2 separate regions of the Mus musculus genome follow, and region 1 is linked to region 2. A link is a contact called in public Hi-C data. All regions are on one chromosome and are shown on one strand. Each heading gives the region's core, a stretch centred on a gene start, on an enhancer-like site or on the middle of the called end of the contact. The rest is flanking DNA. Distances are from core to core; before and after follow the strand shown.

Region 1 (3,501 bases), core at 396-2,895, 150 kb before region 2:
CCATATTTTAAGCTTCCAATATCTTATAAAGCATGTTTTCTCTGACTCGGGGTCCTGGCTGTACAGAAGCACCTCGTCTTGTTGGGTGCCTTTCACCTGAGGAAGCTCTTCAGTGTTTCTTTCTGGTTATAAGAGGAAAGCACTCTCTGGCTCACTTTTATTTTTTATTTTCCCTTATTCTTCACCTCACGCTCTGACTTCCCACGGCCTACACTGCCTCTGCTCTCAATGCTCACTTCCACTAAGCACAGTCACTACCGCAAGTCAAAGGGGAGGCAGGTTTGCTGATGGTCACAGAGGCAGAAACACACAAACAGGATGTGTCTGTGGGGATGCAGGGGCGCTTTCCGGAGGCCTCCGTGTTCTGGCCAATGAGATCTGTCCTCCAGTTTCCTATTGACTTATTACCTAAGAAAAGGAGTTAGTACCCTCCCCGAGGGATACCTGAAAACCCAGTAAAATTACGCAATCCCCAAAATAATTTTTTCATAAAATATCTGTTGAGACTGAGCCTCCTTATAGCCTAACTTGGTCAGGACCTCAGGAGCCCTGCCTTGACCTCCTCAGTCCTGGAACTAAAGGACTACACTCACATCTCTTGTTCTTTAAGGCAGGAAAAAACTTTGTATTTATAGACAAAGGCTTTACATCATCTAACCTTTAATAAATCATACATAATGTCTAGCATTCAGCTTTGCTATGTAAGAACCGGTCTCCTAGCCGGGCGTGGTGGCGCACACCTTTAATCCCAGCACTTGGGAGGCAGAGGCAGGCAGATTTCTGAGTTCGAGGCCAGCCTGGTCTACAGAGTGAGTTCCAGGACAGCCAGGGCTACACAGAGAAACCCTGTCTTGGAAAAAAACAACAAAAAAAAAGAACCGGTCTCCTGACACATGTGCAGATCTGTACCGTGATGACCCTAGCCCTGGAAGTTCATGTTAACAAGCCAATAGGAACTGTTGTTACTCTGTGAGGTCAGGGTGCCTTACTCCAGGATCCCCATCTCTTTAATCAGCGAACTTTTTGCCTAAATTCCCAATCATACTCCATGTGACTTCTTTTGTTCAATAGGTGCTTCTCACACTTCGGAGTCTGCAAAGTCCAAAGATGAATACGTAATGCTGTCCCATTTAATCATCTCAAGTGAGTTTTCACATAAGGGACAAACCATAGGTTCCAAGACCAGGCAAGACCAGTTTAGACAGAAACCAAACCAGGTAAGGGATGCTAGTTTAAAAGTGGAAGAAGCTAAAAGATCCAAACCACAACTAACATTTCTGATTCAAAGCAACGTCTTAACGTGTCGGTGCCATAATGCCGATCCTGTGATAGATGGTTCTTTGAAAACAGATGGCCACAACTTCCCAGCTCGAGTTTTAAGTTCCTGAATGCAGCTCTGCTAGAAAGTAGCCAAGACCTGCTGGCTGACAGGTTATCAGCTAGAGCACATGTCAATCAGAAAGTTCTCGAATCACCTAGGACTGAAGGTGCTTGAGTTAAACTGTATCCTGCCAGCCAGACTGGACTGCTGATCAAAGCTCTGTAACTACCCATGGGATCTAATGTCCCCAGCAGTTGTAAGCCACTGACTAGCAATGTCTAAAAGCCACAGTGCACCCGAGGAGCATGATGATGATTGTGGAACTTGTTCTGTCTGCTTGGAACAACCACTCCAAGTGCTCTTTGTCCTTCCCAATCATGCTCAGAGCCAACTCTGCACAGCCAAGTTTTAGAGAAAAAAAACACTAAGAGTCCACGCTGCCCTGATTTCCTTGGGATTTATTTCTCAACAACACTTTTGTTTCTCAGGACAGCCAGCGAGCTTTAAAACTGTATTATGAACTCCAGGATGGAGCTAGGGTTGATAATGACTCAGAACCACAGCTGAGCTAGCAGGCTTCGCTGTAATTACTCACAATTGGAGGAGGATTTCTGTGACTGTTATGGCAAAAAGCATAACAATATTAAATCACAGAAGGTTGCAAAACACTAAATTTGTTCCAGTTCTGTTATAAGAATCAATCAATATTGACCACAAGAGGCCTATGCACTGCCAGGCTGCAGGTGTGCACAGAAAGCCTACTTTCCCTGAGACCATTCTGTGAGCAGAAATGGGAGTAGTTGAAGGTCCGTGACTACGCCACTCTCTGATCAGTTACTTTCATTCAATGTTACAACACTCCTTGCTGTAAAGCTAATCATAGCAGGGCCCCGGCAGTCTGCAAGAACACAGGCAGATCTGTTTAATTAGCTTATCGATACCACTGCATCAAACTTCATGAGTTATTGACTAACGCTTTGATTATTTTTGTACGCTAGCCGACTGCTTTCTAGGTCACTTTTTGTATCATCTGACATCTCATGTCAGATGACGTACCAGATGGCTCCCCTGTGTATCTAAGGCAGCATACACTTACAAAAATGAAATTTCTCACTTGGCAGCAAGAAAACATCAATCAATTCTCTGAGCACAGGTTTCTAAGAAGCTCATTTCAGGTTTTCCATAATATTAGATTAAGTATATTCCCCCCACCAAAAAAATCACAAAGTTTTAAAGAACAAAGACATCAAAAGCAAACAGCCCAGAGGCAAATGGGGAGACCAGTGGCTGAGAGCACTTGGTGCTCTTACAGGGGACACAGAGGACGTCGTGTCAAGCACCCACGTGGTGGCTCACAACCATCTGTAATTCCAGTTCCAGAGGATCCAACACCTTCTTCTGCTCTCATGAGCACTGTACACAAACGGTACAAAGCCACACACGCAGGCAGACACCATACACATCAAATAAAACTAAAAGCATATTTAAAAGAAAGAGACCAGCAATAATGACTCTACTAAAACTTCTCTTACAGAGTCCTGGGCAACACAGCAGAACTGGGGGGCAGAAGAGGAAAAGGAGGAGACAGCAAGGTCTCCTGCATAACCACCTGCCAGACAAGCAGCTCTCAGTGAGCAAAATTAACGAAAAGTGTTCTGTTTCCACGACGAAAGGTCCAGGAAGAGCAAGTGAATTTACTACCAGCTTCATGGACTCCATCGTTCCTCTCCATATCTACCACAACAAAAAGATCATCCGCACACCAGACGCCTCCCACAGCGTGGCTCATACCTAGTGCTGATGAGGGAGGGGTCAGAGGCCAAGGTAGAACAGGAGAAAAGCTTCAAGCACAGAGAATGGCACTGAGAGAGCAATGGCTGGGACACTCCCTGGCTTTGGATGGTGACCGCAAACATCTGCTGTGACTTCAGTGTATCCTCCATCATGTCTTCATTGGAAAATACACACAGGGAAACAGATCTAGTTTCACGGTGTTGTTCATTTGTGTGAAACACTAACAATCTCAGCACAGAGAGCATTCTTACATGTTAGCAATCATTACTGCTGAGACTCCATTCCTGGTAACACTAAGGCCAGCTTTAACCATGCTTTGCAATTGTATAAACGTCAAATCCGCTCTGCACAAAAGTACCAGAGTCTTAGGCTTGTACATAAGCGAC
Region 2 (3,588 bases), core at 375-2,874:
AAAATTCTAAAAAAGCAATGTTTGTTCTTCAGACAGCCTTCTCTGCCTAGCTGCTAGAAAACATGCTGAAAGAGCTATGCTCGCTCTCTAAGGAATTCCTGGGATTTCTAACCGAGGTCAGAAATCCCACTGCAAAAAAATTCTACAAGAGCTGCATTCCCTTTCCATGGACTTTTGACTAAAATAAAAAATCCCGTTTAAAAAAATTCTTAATTCTTAATTCTGTTCAACTCTCGATAGAAAAAAATTCTACAAAAATCACTTCCTGCTCTCACTTTCTGCTGGCTCATCTCCTGCAGACCAAAAGCCCAGTTTTTTTATTTACATTTCAACTCAGTCTTTTACTCTGGGCTCCCTCTTGACTGTCCCACAGACTGCATGCCAAGACCTTAGCTCGACTCTTAAAAAAAAAAAAGAAAGAAAGAAAGGACAAGTACATTTTTTTTTAACATTGAAAAAAAATTTCAGAGATCTGCCCTCTTTGTAAATTTAGCTGGGTGTGGCCCCTTGTCCTGAGATTACCATTCTGACCACACAACTAAATTAAATTAAATTAAATTAAATTAGTACTGTTCCAACTGACCTTAAATTCAAGAATCTACCTGCCTTTGTAAACAAAACACTTAGCTGGGCGGGATCTTGCCTTGCAGTCACCGCTCCCTAAATCTCTTTACCTCTTTCCTCAGCATCTTTCTCACAGAGGGCTCATAGTGCAGTAGCTGCCTCTGTTCCTCTAGGTCTGTGAAGATCCTCATACAATTCATATTGCATCCTTATATTGTCGCATAGTTGAGAAATTATATATTTTCAGACTCATGTTTTTAGAGTTCTTTTCCACCGCCTTAAAGGCTGACCTAAAGATCCCAGCATTTACCATTTTGCTGAGACATAGACACACCTTTGCCTCCCGAACTCATGCTGTCTCTGATTATCATGGAGTCATTAACCTTACAGAAAAACATTCCTCGGAGGAACATAAAAATAATGTATATTATTATTCAAACAAGCCTTACCCCTCAGCCGCCATTGATACTCAAGCCATTCCACTCCCACCAAAGCCATGCTAGACTCGGCAATATACATGTGTGTGTCTCTCTCTCTGTGTACTCATACATACCTCTGTGTGTGTGTGTGTGTGTGTGTGTGTGTGTGTGCGCACACACACACACAGATAACAATAGTAATTAAAGAAGAGATCATGATTTAGGAGGTAGAACATAGGAGGGTTTAGAGGAAGGGGCAGGAGTGATGTAGATAATTACTCATGTGTGAAATTCTCAACATAATAAAACATCACAAAAGTAAAAAGGAGACCATGAAGCCAGATATGAAGCCAGAACTCAGGAGGCTGAGGCATTAGGACTGCCAAGGGTTCAAAGCCAGCCTGGCTATAGAGTGAGACCCTGTGTCATAACGGGGGGAGGGTATGAACTTTATGTTGATCTGACAAATGGTGGGTTTAAGTGTCCTAAGGCAGTCAGCACCACACAGCAAGTAGGTGGGCCTACTTCGATCTTTATATACCGACTAGCAGCTGACTTGCGCCTAACTCATGTTTTATTTGTTTTTCTTTGAGGGTGTGAGGGCTGCCGGCTTAAATATTACCTTTGTTGAAATGTTGAATATATCTGACAGTACTTTCAGTTTGCTTTGTTTTGCTGAGACCAAAGGTTCAGATAAAGCAAGTAGTATGTAAATATCAAAATTGTGTCTTAATTATTAACTCATATTTTTTTTTCTCTTTCAATTCTTTTTCCAGGACCCATCTGTCACACAGGTGACAAGAAATGTGCCACCGGGACTTGATGAATACAACCCTTTCTCCGACTCTCGCACGGTAGCATGATTTATTTTTTGTACTTCTCTTAAGTGTTTAAATGGAAGTTAAATAGGGGACATTTTAACTACTCTTTTTCAGCTGGTGGAGTAAGTGAGTGTAAAACAACCTGTGTGGATGTGTTAGTTAGAATTCAGCAAGTTAGGATTGTTTGTTTTTCATGGGCAGGACATTGGTGGTAACCATGATGACCATGATAGTTCTCGAGAAGTTCCTGAGAGTTCCTCTTCTGTAAAGTGTGTTGTGCGGACCTCCTCGAGGCACTGGAAGCACTGGGAAGTAGGAGCGTGCCTCTTGCTGTTGGTGCTGCCTTTGTGGGAATGTCGGCGATGCTTTCTTATAATGGGGCTGCCTGTGACATTTGTGTGCTTGTCATTTGAGTCGCCTGCTGCTGTAGCAGTTTTTCCCTCTGGAAGTCTGCTTGCTCTAGGAAAAAAACTTTCTTCCTCTCAAACTTCAGGGGTATGAGAAGACCTCCCCTGATGGGTGCCTACTCTGTGTGCTCACGAGGGTGGAAAGGACCATGTTCTGCCGTGCATTAAGGTCATCACCAGTTACACTTAGGGCTTTTTGTTAAAGCCTTTTGGACAATTTTATTTGATCAAGATTTTAGAAGTTTGGAAGTAGGCCGGGCAGTGGTGGCCTTAATGCATGCCTTTAATACCAGCACTTGGGAGGCAGAGGCAGGCAGATTTCTGAGTTTGAGGCCAGCCTGGTCTACAGAGTGAGTTCCAGGACAGCCAGGGCTATACAGAGAAACCCTGTCTCGAAAAACAAAAACAAACAAACAAACAAACAAACAAACAAAAAACTTTGGAAGTAGTTTTCTCCTCAAATAATGTTGTTTTCTGAAATTTCGCTGATATCTTAGATAATTGTACACACCAGGTCCCTAGTTATAAATATTTGTGATTCTGAAAATGTTAGTCACCCCATGCATACTTGTGTTATAGATGTGGATTTTTATCACCCTATAATGATCCTTAACTGGTTGGTGAGTATTCTTCATAGTGTAGAAGATTATTCTGAAAGATCATGTAGAATTTCCTTGGGGGTTTCTTCAATGTGTATTTTATTGACTCCTTAGTTCTATAGGAGCTTTGTACAAAGCTGTAATTAAAAACATAAATGTATTTGCTCCTTGTCCTCAGTTCTGGGTATATAGATCCTAAAACTTTTGGAATTTGATGTATGTTAATGAGGTGACTGGTAGCTTTGTGTCCCTAGGTGCTTCAGGATGTGTGTGTGTGTGTGTGTGTGTGTGTGTGTGTGTGTGTGTCTACCATGAACCTGGTGCCCATGGAAGGTGGAAGGAGACATCCGATTCTCGGGAACTAGAGTTCCCTGGTTTGTGTAAATGCAGATGCTGGGAACTGAGTCCAAGTCTTCTGTAAGAGCAGCTGGTGTCCCTAAAGGCTCAGTGCTGCTCTCTGGCTTGCTGGTAATGTTTTGCTCAGCCTGCTTTTTTATAGAACCTAGGACCATCAGCCCAGGCATGACCCCACCCACAGTGGGCTGGGCCCTCCCCCATCAATCACTAATTTAAAATATGCCCTACAGGCTTGTCTTCAGCCTGATCTTATGTAGTCATTTTCTTGAGGCTCCCTTTTCTCAGAAGACTTTAGCTTATGTCCAGTTGACGTAGAACTAGCCAGCACACACCATGTTCCCTTTAGAAACAGATGACTAAGGAGTAAAAGTCCTGGCCTTTGGAAAGTTTTTAAATCCTAAATGGGATTTTAAAAAACTTC

Evidence for each region. A called contact is a pair of places that touch in the nucleus more often than the background predicts.
Region 1: a contact with region 2 is called in a Hi-C map of liver, with 1.7 times the contacts expected there. The contact joins two enhancer-like sites. A contact is called at or near these places in 1 of 484 Hi-C or Micro-C datasets (liver), 1 of 115 datasets of contacts at active chromatin or transcription factors (embryonic stem cells) and 1 of 9 other capture datasets (adipose tissue).

The regions. Positions count from the first base shown.
Region 1 is chr13:94,397,460-94,400,960 of GRCm38.p6, reverse strand. The region is part of intron 3 of Ap3b1 (adaptor-related protein complex 3, beta 1 subunit); the gene reads right to left. Among named protein-coding and RNA genes, the nearest start is that of Ap3b1, 40 kb to the right of the region's middle. Within about 2 kb of position 1,645, at least 65 of the 459 cell types and tissues checked have an H3K27ac peak or open chromatin away from gene starts, as enhancers often do. A contact at or near this core is called in liver, where this site is marked.
Region 2 is chr13:94,251,242-94,254,829 of GRCm38.p6, reverse strand. Scamp1 (secretory carrier membrane protein 1) reads left to right here. Exons shown (of 9, transcript NM_029153.1): 2 at 1,760-1,837. Among named protein-coding and RNA genes, the nearest start is that of Scamp1, 32 kb to the left of the region's middle. Within about 2 kb of position 1,624, at least 15 of the 459 cell types and tissues checked have an H3K27ac peak or open chromatin away from gene starts, as enhancers often do. A contact at or near this core is called in liver, where this site is marked.